2 separate regions of the Mus musculus genome follow, and region 1 is linked to region 2. The links are chromatin contacts, called in public HiChIP or PLAC-seq maps. All regions are on one chromosome and are shown on one strand. Each heading gives the region's core, a stretch centred on a gene start, on an enhancer-like site or on the middle of the called end of the contact. The rest is flanking DNA. Distances are from core to core; before and after follow the strand shown. Region 1 holds the start of Pkp1 (plakophilin 1). Region 2 has its middle 29 kb from the start of Tnnt2.

Evidence for each region. HiChIP or PLAC-seq counts read pairs in DNA pulled down with a chosen protein or histone mark.
Region 1: a contact with region 2 is called in a FOXA1 HiChIP or PLAC-seq map of pancreatic cancer cells, with 3 times the contacts expected there. The contact joins the promoter of Pkp1 here to the enhancer-like site in region 2. A contact is called at or near these places in 20 of 39 promoter capture datasets (the 3T3-L1 cell line, the C10 cell line, the HPC-7 cell line and 11 more), 5 of 484 Hi-C or Micro-C datasets (cerebral cortex, cranial neural crest, differentiating embryonic stem cells and 2 more), 5 of 115 datasets of contacts at active chromatin or transcription factors (the NIH/3T3 cell line, embryonic stem cells, intestinal crypt epithelium and 1 more) and 3 of 9 other capture datasets (adipose tissue, liver and pancreatic islet).

What each region holds. Positions count from the first base shown.
Region 1 is chr1:135,915,510-135,920,489 of GRCm38.p6, forward strand. It overlaps Pkp1 (plakophilin 1), which reads right to left and starts at 3,698. Exons shown (of 14, transcript NM_019645.3): 1 at 3,302-3,698. The coding sequence starts at 3,503.
Region 2 is chr1:135,862,451-135,867,285 of GRCm38.p6, forward strand. No RefSeq gene overlaps it. Among named protein-coding and RNA genes, the nearest start is that of Tnnt2, 29 kb to the left of the region's middle. Within about 2 kb of position 3,306, at least 18 of the 459 cell types and tissues checked have an H3K27ac peak or open chromatin away from gene starts, as enhancers often do. A contact at or near this core is called in pancreatic cancer cells, where this site is marked.

The sequences.
Region 1 (4,980 bases), core at 2,448-4,947, 53 kb after region 2:
GCAAGTCACCAAAGGCAGGGCCGCCCAAGACTGCCCTTACAGGGCACGCAGGAGCGGGCATGAGACTGCAGAGCCTGAACAGGCGGGAAGCTTGGAGGGTGAGCAGGCACCTCCTCAAATCCAGCCAAAATCCAGTCTCTGCTCACAGAGGAATAAAGGTTCTGTGCTTTAGTGGGAAATACCCACTGAAGGGAGAAGGAAGAAGTTCTGGCCCGAGATGGGGATTTAGACGCACACAGACAGTTCGTTAAGAAGCCAGCACCATGCGGGTAAAATGCTGGTCATGGTAGATACTTTGGAAGAAAGCTCCTTTTACGAAACTTTGTGTGTGATCTGCGTGTCGTGGTGGCCGTTGTTGTGCTTGAATCAAACGAGATATGGGATAAGTTGAAGGGAGAGATTCCAGATGCAGTGTACACATCTGAAAGGAGACTGTCAGCTCTTCACCTTCACAAGACAGCTTGTTATCAATAACCACAGGAGTCTTTCCCACCCTTAGAAACATCAATACTCCCCAGCAAAGATCTCTTGCTAAACAGATTTCACACACACACACACACACACACACACACACACACACACACCAGTTGCTTCTTATTTCCCACATCATCAGGAAGACATATACCTGACACTCTGACACACAAAGGGACACCCTGAGCACATAGGAGAGCTACTTCATGGACATCCCTTGAATAGATAGCAATCTCCCTCTGCATGGTCTATAGCCCTCTTGGGGACTTCATGACCAAGTTGAAAGATCTGGCCTACCACCAATAAGGAGAGAATAAGTAGATACATACATTAAAATGGTGCTAGCTTCCGTATCCAGCCCTTAACAGCTCAAAATTCCCTTCCTAAAGAGAAGAAGGTGGTAAGGGTGGGCCTGACGGACGAGGGTCTGAGGGAAAAAAGCCTCTTCTAAGCACCAGGGTTATTGGTAAGTTTTGCCTGGCTGTTCACCCGGGGCACAAGGAACAGTGGCCATTTTGCCGAGCAACCCCTTGGGTGGGGCCAGCTTTCTTTAGAGTGTGGGTTCTAACAAAGAGGCTCTGGGTATGAGGCATGGAGCTCCAGACCCTACTGAAACCGGTGTTCTGTTCCAGGAGAAGATTATGTGAGAATTCAACTGTCCAGGGAGCAGAGACCTTCCATGGCTGCCAACTGATCTCTGCCAACATGGAAAGCAGGCTCCTGGCATGGAAATCACCAGGAGAAAGAGAGTGCAGAATGGCTGTGCAGCAGACACACACTTGGGCGTTTCAGATGAAGAGGACAGAGAAATCTGACGAAAACAAAGCCAGATAAACCAGCCACACCAGCTCCAAGTGCCCCAACCGCCTATTCCAGCTGGGAGAACTGGCCCCCTTTGGGAACCTCCCCAGAGGCTGAGGTTAGAGCAGACACACCCACAGGGCCAGTCCCAGGAGAGTTTCTGGACAAGTATGCACTGGGAGGCATCAGGGTCAGCCCTAAGCCTTCACCTGGATGAATCCCCTTGGGGGACCTTTGGTAGAGACATCATCAGATGGCTACCCACAAAGCCCAAGCTAGAAGCAGCACTTTGAGATGACAGATGTCAGGGAACGCCCTGATAGGTTAGGGAGAAGGGATGTTTGGGCCCTGAACCCAGGTTTGAGATTTTCCTGGCTCTAGGATCTGGAAGCTGAGACAGGTAGAGCAGGGGGGAGGGGGTGTGAAGAGGGGGGTGGGGGGTGGAAAGGGACAAGGTCAGGCATTAAGCAGAGAGGAGTGGGTGGCCTTAAGCTGTGCCCTGAGCTGTGGCTCCAGGAGGCCCTTTGTCACTGCAAACCTGCTTTCAAATGAAGCAGTGACAAAGGCGGTAAATAAAAGGGGAGTTAGGCAAGGGAGTGCGCATCTGTTAGGAGAGGTGCCAGGCGCCCAGACAGGGGCAAAGGGCACCGGGAGCAGCAGAGCTTTTTTGGTGTGGGAGGTGGCAGAGTGTGCCAACAGCCATTTTCTCTTCCTTAGTTCTACCAAGGGATCACTAGGGAACAGAGGAAAGAGGACACATGCCAGGGGCAGAGAGTGTGGGCCTGCTGACTCGCTGGAGGGGTGGCAGAAGTCTACTTCCTTTGTTTTTTCCTTGTCCCTTTACCCATCGCCCTCCCCCTCCCCCAACCAGGTCTCTATAAGCATGTTTGACCTGGACTTTTATTAGCATTTTACTCCATCTAGTTAAATAATAAAAACAAATACGTTCAAGTTTTGCTAATGATATTTGTTAAACAAAGGTTAGCATATTTCTTACTGGGAATCCTTTGTATGAAAATTTCACTCTAAAATTCCCACCTGTAACACCTTGTCAGGTGCACTTTCCACCTTCAGCTTCAGGGACCTGGTCCCTTTCTCCTGGCCTCCCCCAAACTGAGGCTTGTCACTCACACATCAGGGCCATCGGGGAGGACAGGACTGGAAGCCCAAACTCACTGTGAAGAGGGCTCAGTTGAGACTGGGAGTGGTGCCCCCCCAATCCATTTTGGTTCCGGTTTGACACTATTTTCTACTTAAGGTGGGTCAGGGGAAGGGGGCTCTGTATTAAGGATTAGAGAAAGAGAGTGAGCACTCACACCTCCTTCCTTGTTAACAGAGAACTGGCCCCATGATAGTCTTCTAGTCAGATTTGCATCTTTGGTTTGGTTAGAGACTCTATGTAAAATATCAAGGGATCCCAGGGACGTGTGTGTGTGTGTGTGTGTGTGTGTGTGTGTGTGTGTGTGTGTGTGTGTGTGTAGGGGGCGCTCCCTGACCCCCCCCCCAATTCCATAATGCCTCTCCTGAACCAAACTCCATCACAGTAATTGAGTCGCTCCCTTTCCTCCTTCAAACACCACCTTCACTAGGGTTATTGTCTCTCTCCTATTGGGCGCAAGCCGGTTTTGACGATTGCAAAGCCTGAGGAACATGAATGAGAGGATGTGGGGAGAGGTAGGCGAGAGCACCCGGGTCTGAAACTTTAGGACAGACACTTGAAGATAATCGGAGGCTGGTGCCCCTGAAGCAGGACTGGGAAAAGAGAGCCATCTGGATTCAGGAGTTAATCCCAGCTGTGTCCCCCAGTGAGCTACCCATCCTGACCCACAGCGTGCCATCAATCCCCAGCAGCAGGCTAGCTGGGGGCGGCCGGGTCCACCCTGTGGCAATGGCCTGACTGCTGAGATGTGGGCACTCTTCACAGACTCCGTCAAAGCGGGCTGACATTCAGTCCCCAACGGGGCGACGGAAGCGCATCGGGAGGGACGCACCGTCCCAAGGGCTCCGCGCGCAGCCCGCGCGCCTTTACCTCGGTTGGAGTGACTCAAGGTGGACGACTGGGAAGACTTGGACTTCTGCCGTTTGACGGTCATCATCACTTGCTCCTGCACGCGCTGCCTGCCCGACGTGCCGGTCTTCATCTTTTGGTCAGAGGGCAAAGCCAGCGTGGAGTTGTCCTGGTCCTGGAAGCATTCGTACGCCAGCGCGGTCTTGAGCGGAGAGTGGTTCATGGTGGCGGGAGGCGCGGGCCAGGGGAGCCGAGGGTGCGAGTGCGGGCCAGGGGAGCGAGAGTGCGAGCCGGGGTGCGAGCGAGCGCCTGTTCTCCTCTCAGCGGCTCCCTTTGGCCATAGAGCGCTGGTCCGCGTGAGGGCTCCCGGCTGCTGCTCCTGGCGCCTCCGCCCCGGCTCGTCCCTCAGTAGGCACTGGCCGGACCCGCCCTCCGTCAGACAGGATATACCACCCCTGCCCTGCGCCACCCACTCCGCAGGCCGCCGCTCAGACGCGAGCTGCAGGGCACTGTGGCTGCCAGGAGGGAGCTGGGGTGTGTGTGCTGGGCGGCGGGGAGTGCCCGGTGTGCAATGCTCCCAGGCTCGTCCTTCCTCTCCAGGTGACGTCCAGGGGAGACGCCCCTGGGTCCTGCTTCTGCTGCCTCCAGGAGAAAGTGCGTGCTCAGCTAAGGACCAACGGGGGACCTCTGTCGAGGAAAAGGGAGCTCTTCTAGCTCAGTTCCCCCTCTCCGCCTCCCCTCGCCCCCTAAAGCAAAGCGACCCTCAAGCATTGAGATCATGTCAGAGACCAGCCCTGTTCCTTGGGAGCTCTCAGGCTGATGGATGAGGGATCTTTTGCCACTGGCCAAAGAGAGTGCCTTTAGCTTGAAGGGAGTGAAGTCAGGGGCAGGGGCAAGGCAAGACTTAAAAAACAAAACAACCCACAAAGTAACACTCACTTGTGGATACACCCAACACAGAAATCCTGTCAATAATGGACCTTCTCTGAAAAGGCATGTACTACCCCCACACCAATGCCTGGCGTCCAATGAGAAGTTGAGATAAACACTAACTTGAAACCTACTCAGACCCTTACTGGAAAAACTCCCTACTATGTGCCAAGGACTGTGTGTGTTCTCTTCTATGTGCACACAACCTTGGGATGTGTGTGGGGATGTTTCAAGCATGTGGCACCCTCCTGAGCGATGGAGGGTGACACAGCAGTGCATTTGGTGTGTGACAGCAGCTGAGTCTTAAAAGCACTTTGATGGCAATCTTTCTTAAAGGCATCACACCCTGCTTTACCCACTGAAGCTATACTGGAAATATCTTATGCATTTCTTGATGCCTCGGGTTTCTGGTTCTGGGTGTCCATCACTGATGTGCGCAGCCGTGACATCTTGTCAGCTTAGGTTGAGGGTCTCAGTGACTGAATGCCGTTGGTTTTGCCTTCAGGTGTAGCTGTACCTTGTTGCCCACAGGAGTCCTCTTCTGCTTGCTCCTTTAATCTGCATAGAAATCACAAAGTAAGACTGGTTGCTACTTATGCACCAAGGAGACTGACTGCAACCCCGTGATGGTTGTCACCTCTCTTCCAGAGAGGTGGGTACCACATACAGGCAGCTCGGCTGTTCTCCAGACGTCAGTCACAGGAACCACCTGCACAGCAGATTGCTATAAAGCAGACCTTAGCTTCCTCTAGAAACAGTGCTATACTTGA
Region 2 (4,835 bases), core at 2,056-4,555:
ATAGTTCTGGAGGGGTGAGTCAGCTGCTCTGCCTCGCCTCCTGCTGTGTGTGGCCAACCAGCTACAGGAGGTAAAAGTTAGGCGTTGATGACACTCCCATCTCCCAACAGGATGGTGTTGGTTTCTTTGGAGGAGAGGAACAGAGAGTCCAGTCATACCTGTCGTCTAAGGAGTCAGTGCTGACCCTGGCAATAGACTCCAGTCCCTGTTTCAGCACTGTCTGTCCCAGGGTGGGCCCGTGAGAGACCTCACCAATTACCGAATGTTGGTGTCCATTTTCCAGTCATTCCACGTGTCTCACACTCTAGCCCTGACTGTAAAGTCTAGGTCTCCACAAGACCCTGGCTTTCTTGACATCTCAGCTACCTGAACCCAGGTCCCTTTCACATCACCCTGTAGCCCTAACTCTGACTTCTTCTGCCTCTCCTACCCACACCACTCCCTCAAATCAGCCTGCCACTCCAGGAATCCTTCGGGGATTGACTGGGAGCTTGCTATTCAAAGGGTGGTCCTCTGATGATGGCTTGGTGAGAGTTTTAATCCCTGAAAAGACAGAGTCTGGGGACATGTGTTAGATGGTACCAAAGGACCGGTGATAGAGACAGCATCTCAAATTCCATACGTAACAGAGAAGGCTGTGTGCCTGACGTTCAAAGCCTACTCCTATATGAGCTTGTGTACGTGGCCGGCAAAGGGCTGGACATGCCGAGAGCCCTCTTACAAGTCCTGCCTCTGACACAGTCTTAGCAGAGGCAGATCCATTGTTGTGTCCTGATTTGCCATGGTATGTTCCGGAGGCTTTGGTTTAGGATATGAAACCTCTCTCCACATGCAAGCTTAAACAGTCTGAGGTTGTAGCCCAAACTGGCTCTTTGGCCAGTGTTCTGTTAAAAAGTGTTCTGCAGAGGCTCGTGGGGAGGCTGTGTGTTGTCTCTCTTTCGATGTTATCTGCCCAGACAATATCTCAGGACATTAAAGTTTCTGAAAATCTCAAGTGAAGAAAATGACTTCCCTCATTGTTCAGAGCTTCCAAAATGTTGACCTTGTCACTGAGCATCCCTGAGCCTGTGCCAATGACATCAGGACACTTTAATTCCTTTACTCCCACGCCCACACACCAATGGCTAAGGTTCTTGTTGGAGGTGTTTTGAACTCTGACAGACCCTTGCACTCATCTCCCAGGAGGGTTAGTAGTATTTGAGGGAGGTCAACACACACACACACACACACACACACACACACACATCTCCATTTCTCTTTTATTTTGAATCTCAACTGTTCTGCATTCCGGCGAGTACTCCAGCCTGTGTTGATGTTGGAGTCTCTGCTGCAGGAGATAAGACTGCTTCTATGGACTGACGGCCATTGGAAAGGAAGGTGTGGTCCATCCCGAAGGAGCATGGTTCACACGGGGGAAATTCCATTTGCCTTGCCCACCTGGAAAGTATGTAGTGACAGGGATTTCTAGCCAACCCCTGGACTGGCTTTTGCTGACTTTGTGGTTGGATGTGAGGTGGAACTGGCAGGGTTGGTTCTGATAGCCTGACTCATGGCTTCTGGAACCACCACCCCCCCCCGCCACTAGCAGCTTGGTTGAGGAGGCTGGGCCAGGGAAGTTCTGGGAACCTGCAAGAACGCAATACTGAGAGCGTTTCTCTCCCTAGCCAGTGAGATGGGGCCAAAGTCTGGGGTTTGCAGACATTCTGGGGATCATGGGGTCTGTGGCGACAGGAGACCCAGGACTGACACTCTGAGATCATAAGGCATTGACATAATCTGGCAGCACCGAGGGACCTTGGGAACTCCCCTTATTTTGGTAGCAAGGAAATTATTGAAGTTTCCAAGACTGGGCAACGACTGTGGTGATCCATCTCCTGATGGCTACACAGAGATGACATTTGTGTGCCACCCGGGACTCTTCCCTGTTATATTCATAACAACAGGAGAATAAACATATCCGAAAGCAGAATTCATGAAGTCTGGGTAATCCCATTTCTAAATAGCAACATCTATCACACGTTTTGTCTTTTCCTCTCCATTAGCTTCTATGGAGGCTGCCAATGAAGGCTGAAGGAGCTTGATGGTGTCCTCAAAAGCGACCCTCAGTGACTGAAGGTGTCACTCAGCGGCAGAGGCTTTACCCAGCATGCAAGAGGCCTGGGTTCTATCCTGAGCTTCACAAGAGGGGAGGGAGGGAGGCAAGGGGTGATTGATTAATTAATTGATTGGTTGATTGAGTGAATGAGTGAAGGAGGGAGAGAGATTTTCACATGAATTTCTAAGGAATGGGGTCCTGGACCTACCCCCACTTGTTGGTTCTGGCCCTGAATTGCATTGCACACTAGAAATGGATGCTCCAAACCTCAGCTTTCCCAGCCCCACTTGATACCTGTAGATCGAATCTTTTGCATCTTCCTTTATTCAATGCTCCAGATCTTAAGAGAAAGGATGTCAGCTTGAGGTTTACTCAGAGAAGGTGACCGTGACAACGAGGAACATGGACCACAACTTTAAGGGATGGCTGAACTCAGAGGCACAGAATGGCTGCCTTAGAGAAGGAAGTGAGACCGACTCTCCATGGCCGCTGTGGTGACAGACAAGGGCAGCTGGAGATGTCATAGGAGCAGGGCATTTCGGGCAATCAGCACATGTTGTGGTCTCTTCCCTGTAGAGCTGAGAGTTGGAAGCTGGCTATGAGAGACAGCTGAAATGGAGGAGATCTTTATGGTCAACATGTATGAAGGGAGTTAGGAAGGCTTTTGAGATCAGTTTGCTGGGCAAGGCTGTGAATCTACATTCAGCCATCTTCAGCTCACAGAGTGCTGAGCCCACCATCTGGGATGGACTCTAGGCTAGTGTTGAGACACTAGGGATGAGTAGGTCATCATCCCACAGGCACAAGGCAGGGTACCACACGGGCCTCGGAGTTTTATAAACAAACATGAAGGCCTCCTAGACAGCGTGGCAGTCAGCTCTCAGAGGATGAATAGGGTTTTATGGTTAGAGAACAGACTGAGAAAGGATGCATCAGGCCTCAGAAACAACAGAGACAGTGGGATTGAATCCATGCTACCCTTGAGGAGATGCCGTCATAGGAGAAGCCCAGGGATAGAAAGAAGAGAACCAGGAGACAAGACAGAGGCTGGCCTGAGAGCCAAAGAGTTGGCAGATGTTTCCCAAAAGGTGGAGGGTGCAGTTAGCGTTACTACACATCAGTTTCCCAGAGGCACATTCAGTGGCCTTGAATTGGTGTGGGAGTGAGGTCAGCCAGGAGGTGGCAGCATCGAGCAAGGAACGGGCCAGGCTTGCCGATCCCTGGCAGTGGTTAGCACTGTGTGGAGATGAGAAGACTTGCTACCGGAATGGGAAAGGGAGGATGAAAGATGAGGCCAGAATCACTAGTTTGGGAGAATGGGCGTGTATCGACTGCAATCAGCCTTCATCTCTTAAAGGCAAACAAACCCAAACCACCTGTGGTTCAGGCTAGTTTTGAATTTTGTGGGGCTCTGAGTCACAGCACGTGCGTGCGTGCGTGCGTACTTACCAGGTGAGCATTCTCCTCTCCGATCTCCGTTTCCCTTGAACAGGCAGCAGCAATAGATACTGGCCAGGCCATCTGCTAAAGATCCAGACCGCCTCCTCTGCCTCCGCACACCCGCATCTCTCCCTCCATTTCAACCTGTGTTTTTAAAACCACCCATAAGCAGGTGGGAACTGACATGGTGTGTTTATGGCGTCCCTTGCACCAGCCTCCAGAGACCCTCTTTACCCCACCCACCTTACTAAGAGGTAGACTAGCCGCCAGCAGAGGCTATTCGGTCTGCAGGCCTTAGCCTTAGATGACCCTAGGGATGGGCTATGTAAGCCCATCTCTAATCTCCAAGCCTGGATTCTCAGGTACCCAGAATATTTGGAAGGGAGTCCACCCATCACCAGCTGCCGATTGTGATCAGCCTGGAGATGTCTACACATTGGTCTTGGAGATGAGGTGTGCTGCTATTCTGGAGCCTTTATTTCAATATCGAAAACACATCATCTCCTGTCTGCACACGACACCATGACTGTCCCTTCTGCTGTAATCACCAATAGACATCCCAGGACACCCCTCTCATTTCCCCGAGTTTAGTTTTAGATCTACCATCACTTTCTCTCAATACTTGCTCTGCTCCAAAGATTTTCTTATCGTTGTTGCCTGATCCTTCCGCCATCTTGTTTTCTCGGTCCCCAGTCTCTCCCAGAGCTTAATTGGTCCAGTCACTCCCATAGTTGTCTGAGACTGTTAACCACAATTTCTCTGTATTTTCAATTTGAAGCAGTGCACTTTGGGGCCGTTACTTTGTAATGTACAGCTCAAGCGTCCTCATGTGCTCTGTGCACCCTCTCACCTTAATTTTAATTATTTGTTATTATTAACGTATGTGCTCAAGCATGTGCATGTCACGTATGAGTGTGGAAGACAGGGGACAAGTCTTGGGAGCCGGTTCTCTCCCTCCACTGTGGGTCCAGGCTGTCAGGATTGTGTGGTGAGCTCTTTTACCCACCGAGCGTCTTGCTGGTCCGTTAGCTGAATCTCAAACACTGCTCAGCCTTCGCATGCTTTATTTTCCTTTAATCAGATTAAAGCTCACTGTCTGTCACATCCCTTTTCTTTTGTCCTTGGCTTGCTTCATTGTCCCTGCCCAGAACATCCCTGATTGCTCTGTCCTTGCTCTACCCTGTCACCTAGGTGGCAGCAAAATGGGGAGACAGTGATGCTCATTGGAGCTTAAGTTCATGACCGTGAGGGAGCTCCTTCTCGTTCATGGCTTCTCCCTTTTTCCAGATACTAATGTGTC